2 separate regions of the Zea mays genome follow, and region 2 is linked to region 1. Evidence: chromatin contacts called from public Hi-C data. All regions are on one chromosome and are shown on one strand. Each heading gives the region's core, a stretch centred on a gene start, on an enhancer-like site or on the middle of the called end of the contact. The rest is flanking DNA. Distances are from core to core; before and after follow the strand shown. Region 1 holds the start of LOC100217276 (Protein kinase superfamily protein). Region 2 holds the start of LOC100273132 (putative MATE efflux family protein).

The links. A called contact is a pair of places that touch in the nucleus more often than the background predicts.
Region 2: a contact with region 1 is called in a Hi-C map of endosperm, with 3 times the contacts expected there. The contact joins the promoter of LOC100273132 here to the promoter of LOC100217276 in region 1. A contact is called at or near these places in 2 of 25 Hi-C or Micro-C datasets (bundle sheath and endosperm).

Annotation. Positions count from the first base shown.
Region 1 is chr2:153,049,799-153,054,708 of Zm-B73-REFERENCE-NAM-5.0, forward strand. It overlaps LOC100217276 (Protein kinase superfamily protein), which reads left to right and starts at 2,546. Exons shown (of 2, transcript NM_001359575.1): 1 at 2,546-2,940; 2 at 4,491-4,910. The coding sequence starts at 2,934.
Region 2 is chr2:153,846,668-153,851,577 of Zm-B73-REFERENCE-NAM-5.0, forward strand. It overlaps LOC100273132 (putative MATE efflux family protein), which reads left to right and starts at 2,950. Exons shown (of 7, transcript NM_001147579.1): 1 at 2,950-3,409; 2 at 3,613-4,154; 3 at 4,236-4,322; 4 at 4,434-4,490; 5 at 4,581-4,910. The coding sequence starts at 3,059.

The DNA of each region.
Region 1 (4,910 bases), core at 1,296-3,795:
TCACAAACTATTAATTTACTTTCACAATAAATTAATTCAATTTTTTGCATAACAAATTGACATACATCATACCTGTTAGCATAACTCTCGGACCCTCGCATCCCATACATGTTTTGAATGAATTGAAAGCCCATTCAAAAGTCTGCACTGTTTCATCTCCCAACAAAACAAATCCAAACACTGTACACTGCAGATGGCTGTTAGCTCCAACAAACATGCCCAGTGGTTTATCATATATATTTGTCTTGTGTGTTGTATCAAATGTCACAGCATCACCATAATCTGCATATCCCCCTGCATACTTGCGTGTGACCAAAAAATACTCACTATTTTTCCATCATTGTCTAGCTGAAAATCACAAAAAAATTGTGGATTCTATTTCTTGCATTCTGTAAAGAAAGCTAAAAGTTTGGCTACATCATTTACGCAGTTTTCTCGTCTCCTTGCTGCCCTCCTACATTTGTTTGCACAAAAAATGGTTATACAAACATTTGCTATAGTAATATTTATGGCACTAAATGTATACACATGAAACAAAAAATATTGCTTACATAGTTTTCAGATCTTGAGCAGTTACCGGTACATTCTCTGGCCCATCATGCATTTCTGATATAAAATCAACTATGCAATGCTGCGGCACTCGGCTATCATGCATTGCATCAACAAAATTTATGAATTCAGCATCCCTACTTTTGTTGCAACGTAAATGTTGTTTCTCTGCTTCGTCAGTTATGAACTCATGGTTATGCTCCAAGTTTACCAGCTCAATTTTTGCAGCTACAACCATTTTTTGTTCATCATCATATTTTTTTTAATTTTATTCCAGCCTTACATTGCGTACGCCCCGAAGTCATATTCTTCATCCTAGGTGTATCATTTGATTTTGGTGCACTTTTACCTTCACGTGAACAATTTATCCACTTACTGAATGTCTTCTCTCTGTATTTCGTTAGTGGAAATCCAACTTCATATGCATACCTTTTATAGAATTTATATGCATCATCAACATCCTTGAAAGTCATCCCTACCATTGGCACTATAGTTGGATCAATGTTTTTTTCTGCAAATTAATTGACATTGTTGTTTGTACGATGGAATATGATCATAACAATCTAATCAATCAAGAATCAAACACAACAATTGGACTTACATGTGAATGCAGTATTTGAGGCGTATCCATCTCCCTGGAGCTAATATTGGATATAGGAGGTCGGACCATTTGTTCTCCTTCTTCCCCTATACTCATCTCGTCGATTACAAGACCCAGTAGAGCAGGAGGTGGTGTGACCAGTGAGTTACCATCAACTCCTCCCTCTGTCTCTAGATCAAGATGAACGCCACCTCCTACCATCGCCGGCGACTCTCCAGAGCCGGCCATCTCCACCTCCAAATGGTTATGCAGGCTTTGTGGTGTTTTTTCCGATGAAAGGAAATCACGGATACTATACAAGTAACCGCATCCACGTTTCCAGGGTATTTCCATTATTTTCCGAAACCGTCCCGATATTCTAGCGATGTACATATAAAACTAATTTTCCTAACACAATACTTACGCACAATGACTCAACATTTTACGCCACAACGTATATACTATTTATGCACTTTTTGTACATTACCGATTTTATGCCATATCCTTCAACATCTTATTCTACATTCTATTTACCCGCCACCATTTCACCTCATGCAAGATCCATAAATTTCGTGCCCACGTAACAGAGTAATCACGTTTGCATGTGGAAATTATTCCCTATAATTCCGCACCACTTCCAAATGTTTACCGCCTTGCCATTGAATCAACCGCGTAACGGCGTCGTCTTCCCTGCATGCCGTCTATCCGCGTAACACAGGCGCGCTTGTCTCAGCGGACCAGACCACATAACCGACCTGGGCTTTCTTTAATATCCGAAGCCCAGGGCTCCCGTTATACCTGCTCTAATATATATATATATATATATATATATATATATATATGTATATATATATATATAGGAGAAGTCTAGATCCGTTTCTAAGTATTCTACAATAGAATCCATGAGTTTAGTTAAATAAACACATACGAAAAATAAGTTTAATCGACTTGATCTAATTTTAGTCATAGACTGTCCTCGCGTATGGGCGTACCGGCCCAAACTATCCGATCACAGAGCCCAACTGTCCCGCATCTCACAGGTGTCACATATGGTACCCAACAATATATAATCCTTTGTATGTGTATACATGTGTGTACGTACGTGTATGTTCTTGTGTCCACATAACACAGCAGACGGAACTAGGGCATTCTGAGCATTTTGGACGTGCTAATGATTAATGAATAGCCAAATAATCCATCTCATGTGTACAGTTGCTGCCAAGCCAACAGCAGAGTCCACAGAAGCAAAAGCCCAAAACATCACAGCTCAGCTACAGCGCACGCGCGCACGCACAAAAAGGTGAGCTCTGCTGCTCTGCTCTGCTCCCTTCTCCATCTCCCACTCCTCCTATCCCAGTAAAAAAAAAGGAAAAAAGAAAAAAAAAAGGAGAAAAGGTCCACTGGGGTCTGGCCGTCTGGGGGCCGCCGGCCGAGTCGAGCCGGCGAGCGAGGAAAGGGGGAACAAATCAACAAACAGTCGGGCTGGCACTGGCAGTCCCAGTCAAAGCTCTCTCCGCTCTGCCGTCGCTCGCCACCGGAATTCGGGGATCGGTGGGAAGAACAAAGAAAAGAAAAGAAATCGCCGATCGATTTCTCCCGAAATAAACCCCCCCACCTTTTTTCTACCTCCTTCCGTCTGTTTCCGGAGGGCGACTGATGTCTTTTCTCGGGGCTGGGGCGGCCGTCCAGCGACCACGGAGCTGCTGCGCCTGCGCGGAGGCAGTTGGGGAGGAGTAGTCGCTCTACCCCTACCACTCCCGCTCCAATCTAGCGACGACGACGACGACGACGACCCGCCCGCCCCATGGAAGGTACGAACTACGACCCGACCCTCCCCTCCCTCTCTCTCTCTCTCGCTCTGCGCTCTGCTGGACTTGGTTTTTCCTTCTTGGGGTAGATTAGATTTGTAGCTTTCCGTTCTAGATCTGCCGCGGGGTTTCCCTGAGCTGTAGGATTTTGGGCGGCGCTGTTTCGCCCTGGATTTTCCACTCTCCCCGCTTCGGGCCTGCACCTTTGTCGAAGCACAGCAAATTCTGGACGGATTGCTTGTCCTGCTCCTTGATTTTTTTTCTTTCTTTTCGTTCTTTCTTCTTTTGAGTGGATTTGGCGCTGGGATTCGGGAGAGCTGCAACTGCAAGCAAACGATCTATTTTTCGCATTGCCAATGTGTCTATGGGATCCCAAACTTCGATTTTAGGTTTGAGCGCGGGTCTATAGTTGGCTTCATATACGGTGGAAGTAGGCTGTGAATGCTTCGCAGGTGATGTGAGCCTGCTGATAAGATTTAACGTGTATTTTAAGGCAGTGCCAGGTCAGGTTTGGGAATGTATCCTACTCAGTTTCGGGTTTCAGATTGATAGAAATTCAGATGGGATAGCTGAATTGTTTGCCTAATTTATATAAGTTTTGGTCAACTGGAATGATTCCTGGATGAATCTGGGACAAACGAACGAGGCCCTATGCAGAAAGGAAAGCGAGTCAATTCCTGTCCTGTGGGTTAGCATAAAAATGGTATTACCGAAATTACAAATCCACAGCTCCCCAATCACAAGTTCAGTTGAATATACCACATTCTAGAGTTCGTTGCTTGCACATTGGGCCCCCAAGTTTCTCAGCTTTTGTGGTGTTCAAGCATAGATCCCATGTATTCTTTGGTCAGCAGCAATGCTACGTTCTTGTGCCCCCCTTGTGACACAATATAATTGAAGTAAAAATTGCAAAATGCAGCAAGTTTATATCGTATATTTTAAAATTTTAGCACAGTGGTAAGAAGCCTTTCTTCTGGGCCAAAGGTCCTGGGTTTGACGCAGCCTCTGCATAAAATGTAGGGGTAAGGCTTGTCTCGGTTATCACTTCCCCATACCCCACTTATGTGGGAGCTGCCAGCACTGGTTCTGTTCTTTTTTGGGGGGTTTCTAGAGATAATTGTGGTAAATTCAGGTTGACTTGAAAAGTCATTTTTTAGTAGAGTGATGATCATTCTCTGATCGTCTTGAATATTGAATCTATACTTAAGTTCCTGTGCTTTTCCTTTGACTTGTATGGACTTGTTTGGTACATCCAGAAAAATCTCTCAAAAAATCATGCCCATATATGATTGTGTTTAGGTACTGATTGATTAAACCAAGTAGACATCATTGTAGAGTAACTTCTATAGTTCTATGTGCCAGTTTTCCTTGTGATGTATTGTTTCATGCTACACTTGCTATCTTCAGTACTCTATTGTTTCTCTGCTACTTGTTGTCTGATTGCTCATCTGGGATCTTAGAGTTTCTCGAACCTTTCATAGTATATACTACTTGAACATCCATTTGTACAAACTTTACACTTAGTAACTGATGGATTTGACATGATTTTGCAGACCAATCGCCTGACCATATATCAGTCGGTTCAGCACAAAAGAAGTCTAGTACTTCCTCACGAGGCCGGCACCGTAATTTCTCATCATCAACATGCAAAGATTTTCTCCGGAAGTTTGTGGACAGTGAACTTTTAACTTCAAGCCTAGAGGATTGGTTCTCTGGTCACAGTGAAGATTGTGGTTTCAGGAAGCCATCTTTTGATGTTCCTTTCGACCTTACAGAATTACAGAGTTTTGATTACGCTCTGGAGAGTGTTACTTTTCAGCAGCTAGTACGGATGCCAAATGCCCTATATGCATCGACATCAGATGTTTTTGAAGCTACTGCATATCTTGCTTTAGAGGATTTCCTTCATGCAAGCATTAAAGGACTGTGGCAAACTTTCTGGGGTCCTGATGAATCAATGCCATTTTCAGTTG
Region 2 (4,910 bases), core at 1,700-4,199, 800 kb after region 1:
ACTGTACCATCGCGAGTTCCTTTCAGTGCACCTGACAGTCAAAGTTTGGGCTCAAATCTCTCTCAAATTTCTATGGCAACCAGTGGATCGGCCAGTAACAAAGTTGTTGTCTGATGATCCAACAACAATCTTGCTATAGCAACCATGGCCAAATTCACATTAGATCAGGGTTGATTTCCAGTTCAAAGTTGACTCAGTATCACTGTTAGTCTGAATTTCAGACTGCAAACAGCCTGACAGCTCGACTTTGAGCTGAATTATCTCCAAATTCTTCATAACAACAATGTTTAACCCCTTAAACAAAATTGTTCACCTTTGATAGATCTACAAAATTGATGTGGTGGCCTAGGGCAAAAACCTTATAATTTGAAAGTTACAAAGCCTCAAAGATGAGCTCAAATACTGAATTTCAGACTTAGCCTTTAGAACACCAATAGGGTCTTTTTGCAAATAGGTCCAAAATTCAGGGTTTAGCTTGTAACTCTTCATGATTGTAAACCATATGACTAAGGACACCTTATTATCATGGTTTTTACACTTTAGTCCAAAAGTGCACTGATTTTGCACTTAGCCCCCTATGGTTTATGTTTAGGGTTTTCCAGGGTTCCTTTTTAGGGTTTTTGGTATTTCAGGGGTGTGAATGTAATTTAGGTCCATTCTTAGTAACATTTCATGACTATTTCACTTAAGCTTTAGTGTTTTATCTATTTGGATTTTGTTTTACCCTTCTGACCCCTTTTAAGGTTAAGTACCCTACTCTAGGGTTTTATTTGCAAAATATCATCTCAATACAACTTGTTTGAAATTTTTGCCTAGTGAATGCACTCTAGGTGTGTCAAACATATGCAATGCCAATGCTTATGATGTTATGATCAAGTTTTAGTGACAGTAACACCAGGGGTGTTACAGGTGTCTGGTTCCTATATCCATATTTTGACCAAGAAGAGAGCCGAGGCTAGGGTCGGGGCTCGGATGCGTACCCGAGCCCATCCCATGGACGAGACGTCTGAGTCGTAGTGGTTGAAATAGCGATTAGTATGGTGAAAAGTGCATGGTAATCCGACATGTATCTCATGCGAAATGGTGTAAAGCAAACTTGACATCAGCCCTATAGTTTCTGTAGCCATCCCGTTGTCAGCATTTTTTGCGAAAGGGTTGGTGGTGTCGGGTGTTCTTTTTGTTGATGTTGTTGGCCAAGCCATGCTCGGGCGAGACGGAGATTTCTCCTGAGGCTATGGTCGGGTTTGCGCCTGGACATGCAGTCATGCTGGGAGTGGCCAGAACAGTAGTCGGAGTGGTCTCCTGCGGGATTCGCGGGGAGTTGGTGGCATTTAATGCGCCACTGCCAAGGCATTTGGCCGACACGGAGCTCGGGCGAGGCGGAGTTCCCTCCTGAGGCCGAGGCCGACCTCGGGCGAGGCGGAGTTCCCTCCCGAGGCTAAGGTTGTGCCTAGATGTCGTATGTCCCATCCGGAGTTGTTGAGAATAGTGACCGGAGCGGGGGAGCAGTGCCCGATATTCGTGGGCGTGCGTCATCGTGAACGGTGAGAGTAGATGGGACCATGGTCACATTGTCCTTTGTTGACTGCGGCGTCATTGGCAGAGAAGGTGTTTGTACTAGTCGCATTTAATGCGCACATTTTGCGGTTCCTGAGAACTTTTGGTCGAGTCTGGGCTCGAGGCTAGGCCTTCGCCCGAGATGCCCTCGGGCGAGGCAGATTTTTGCTTCTCGTCAGAGGCGGGGCCCTCGGTCAGTCGAGGATCCGTGCGGGCACGGCCTTTGTTCGAGGATGGGCTTGGACGAGACGTGGTTTTTGGGCAGCCGATAAGTGGGGTCTCAGGTGAATCGTGATTCGACCCTACGCGACCTCGGGGAGCGCGTTTTGCCTTATGGTTCCAGCTGGAACGGTTCCAAAGAAGGCCCTGTTTGGTTTTTATGGATTGGTTGGCTGAAATAATTCCTATTTGGATTACTTCTCTAATTTATATAAAATTTAATCAGTCGGAACGATTCCGGATACAATCTCGTACAAAACGAAGAAGGTCGAAAGCGTCACACAGTAAGCGGACAGGGCCTTAGAGCCTGTTCGCTTGACTTTAATTTGTATCGATTTCTACTGTTTTTACAATGTTTTGTTTTTATGGATTACAGTTGCATTTGAAAAAAGGGTTAGTTGGAGTCTCTACGGCTCATTCGAATGATTGATCGGCAAACTAAGTCGATAGCTTATTATTAGGTATAGGATAGTTGTACGTAGGTACGTACTCCGTACGTATTACTCTCTCTCTCTCTGGCCATGTACTCCCTCCGGTGCAGTAAAAGAAGTCATCCTGCGCGTGACCGAGTGTGCACAAAAAGAAGTCATGGCGCGCGTGGGTCTGAGATTTGGACGTTGTTGCCCCTAGTAATTGCACAAAAAAAGATGTATTTAAGAGGAATCAAACTTGAGACCTCCAGTCTAGAATGCCTTGGAGCTGCTACAGCAACCAATCAAGCCTGATTGTTTTAGTGACATTAATGCACCCATATCCCTATTTAATAGGGGCAAACAGGGAAAACTCTATGATAATTAATCACTCCTTGGTATGCACAATCATGTCCTAAACGACTACCTTTACTGCACTGGAGGGAGTATGATGCATGTGTGTAGAATTCTAGGAAACGAGGTAGGCGTGCTGCGGCCTGCGGGCTGGCCGCCTTGAGGAGGGCCACAGCCGCCCCTAGACTGGAAAAAGGAGGAACAATACACGTGTGTGGCCTTAGGAGTCAGGATGATGATTGGCCGGCGGGGCCATCTAGCGAGGAGCCGAGGAGGGAAGACTTCATTGCCCGTCGTACCCTCCCTACCAACCCAGCTACCGCCACAGCTGCGGGGGCAATCTCGTCCGATCCACTGTCATCGCGTTCAACCACGCATGCCACACCTACCCCGGCCGCGACGGACCCATGTCAGCTCCTCATTGCTTATTGTGGCATCCAACGCCCGTGTGCTACTGCCCTACTGCTACCTCCTCTTGATTCCTAAGCAGACAGAGACAGAGCCCCGGCGACGGCGAGATGGAAGAGGAGCAGAGCAGCGGCGGATGGGGCGAGGAGGCGACGAACAAGGCGCCGCTGCTGGAGCCACGGGCGGCGTCGGACCACCAGCACCGCAACGGAACATCAGCAGGAGACGGGGCTGGCGCCGGCAAGGCGGAGGCGGAGTGGTCGGCGCTGCCGCTGCGGCGGCGCGTGTGGGAGGAGAACAAGAGGCTGTGGGTGGTGGCGGGGCCGTCCATCTTCACGCGCTTCTCCTCCTTCGGCGTCACCGTCATCAGCCAGGCCTTCATCGGCCACATCGGCGCCACGGAGCTGGCCGCCTACGCGCTCGTCTCCACCGTGCTCATGAGGTTCAGCAACGGCATCCTGGTGAGCCTTTCCGTGTCTACTTCAGATCTACTAGCTTGCTAGCTAACTACAGTTGCATGGGACGACGACACGGACCACACACAGCACACCACCAGTCACGTAGCAGCCTTTCATTTGTGGCCACACCACAAGCAAGTACGTAACGTACACGGCACACACACCGTAATGACGTGCTCTGCTGTCTGCATTGCGTTGCGTTGCAGCTGGGCATGGCGAGCGCGCTGGAGACGTTGTGCGGGCAGTCGTACGGCGCGAGGCAGTACCACATGCTGGGCATCTACCTGCAGCGGTCGTGGATCATCCTGTTCGCGTGCGCCGTGGCGCTGCTCCCCGTGTACCTGTTCACGGAGCCGCTGCTGGTGGCGCTGGGGCAGGACCCGGCTATCGCGGCGGTGGCCGGGACCATCTCGCGCTGGTACATCCCCGTGATGTTCTCCTACGTGTGGTCCTTCACGCTGCAGATGTACCTGCAGGCGCAGAGCAAGAACGCGGTGATCACGTACCTGGCCATGCTGAACCTCGGCCTCCACCTGCTCCTGTCCTGGCTGGCCACCGCCAGGCTCCGCCTCGGCCTCGCCGGCGTCATGGGCTCCATGGTTGTCGCCATGTGGATCCCCGTGCTCGGCCAGCTCGCCTTCGTCTTCTTCGGCGGGTGCCCGCGCACCTGGACCGGCTTCTCCTCCGCCGCCTTCGCCGACCTCGCCGCCATCGTCAGGCTGTCGCTGTCGTCTGGCGTCATGCTCTGGTAAAATTGAGAAGAGTCGTCACCTATGGCTAGCGCTGTGATGTGGTCATGTGATACAGATTCAATTGCGCTGCTTTACAGTTTGGAGCTGTGGTACAACACCATACTGGTGCTGCTCACTGGGTACATGAAGAACGCAGAGGTTGCGCTGGACGCCCTCTCAATATGGTAGGGATTACGCATTGTGTTGTGTTGTGTTGCCATCAGCAGGTCCTACAGATCCTGGACAGGTCCTAGCTAGCTGCTAACTATATATGTATCGGCGAATGAAACGTGCAGCCTCAACATCAACGGCTGGGAGATGATGATTTCCATCGGCTTTCTGGCGGCAACCGGGTAACCACCCACCTCCAGATTCTTTCTTTTTCTTTTTATTTTCATTAAGCAACACTCACTACAAGTCACAACGCCTTCATCATTCATCAGAGTACGGGTGGCGAACGAGCTGGGAGCCGGGAGCGCGAGGAGGGCCAAGTTCGCCATCTACAACGTGGTGGCCACCTCCTCCATCATCGGGTCCGTGCTGTTCGTGCTGTTCCTCCTCTTCCGCGGAGGCCTCGCCTACATATTCACCGACAGCCAGGCGGTGGCGGACGCAGTCGCCGGCCTCTCGCCCCTGCTGGCCTTCTCCATACTGCTCAACAGCGTCCAGCCAGTGCTGTCAGGCGTCGCTGTCGGCGCGGGCTGGCAGAGCGTCGTCGCCTACGTTAACATCACTTCGTACTACCTCATCGGCATCCCTCTTGGAGCCGTGCT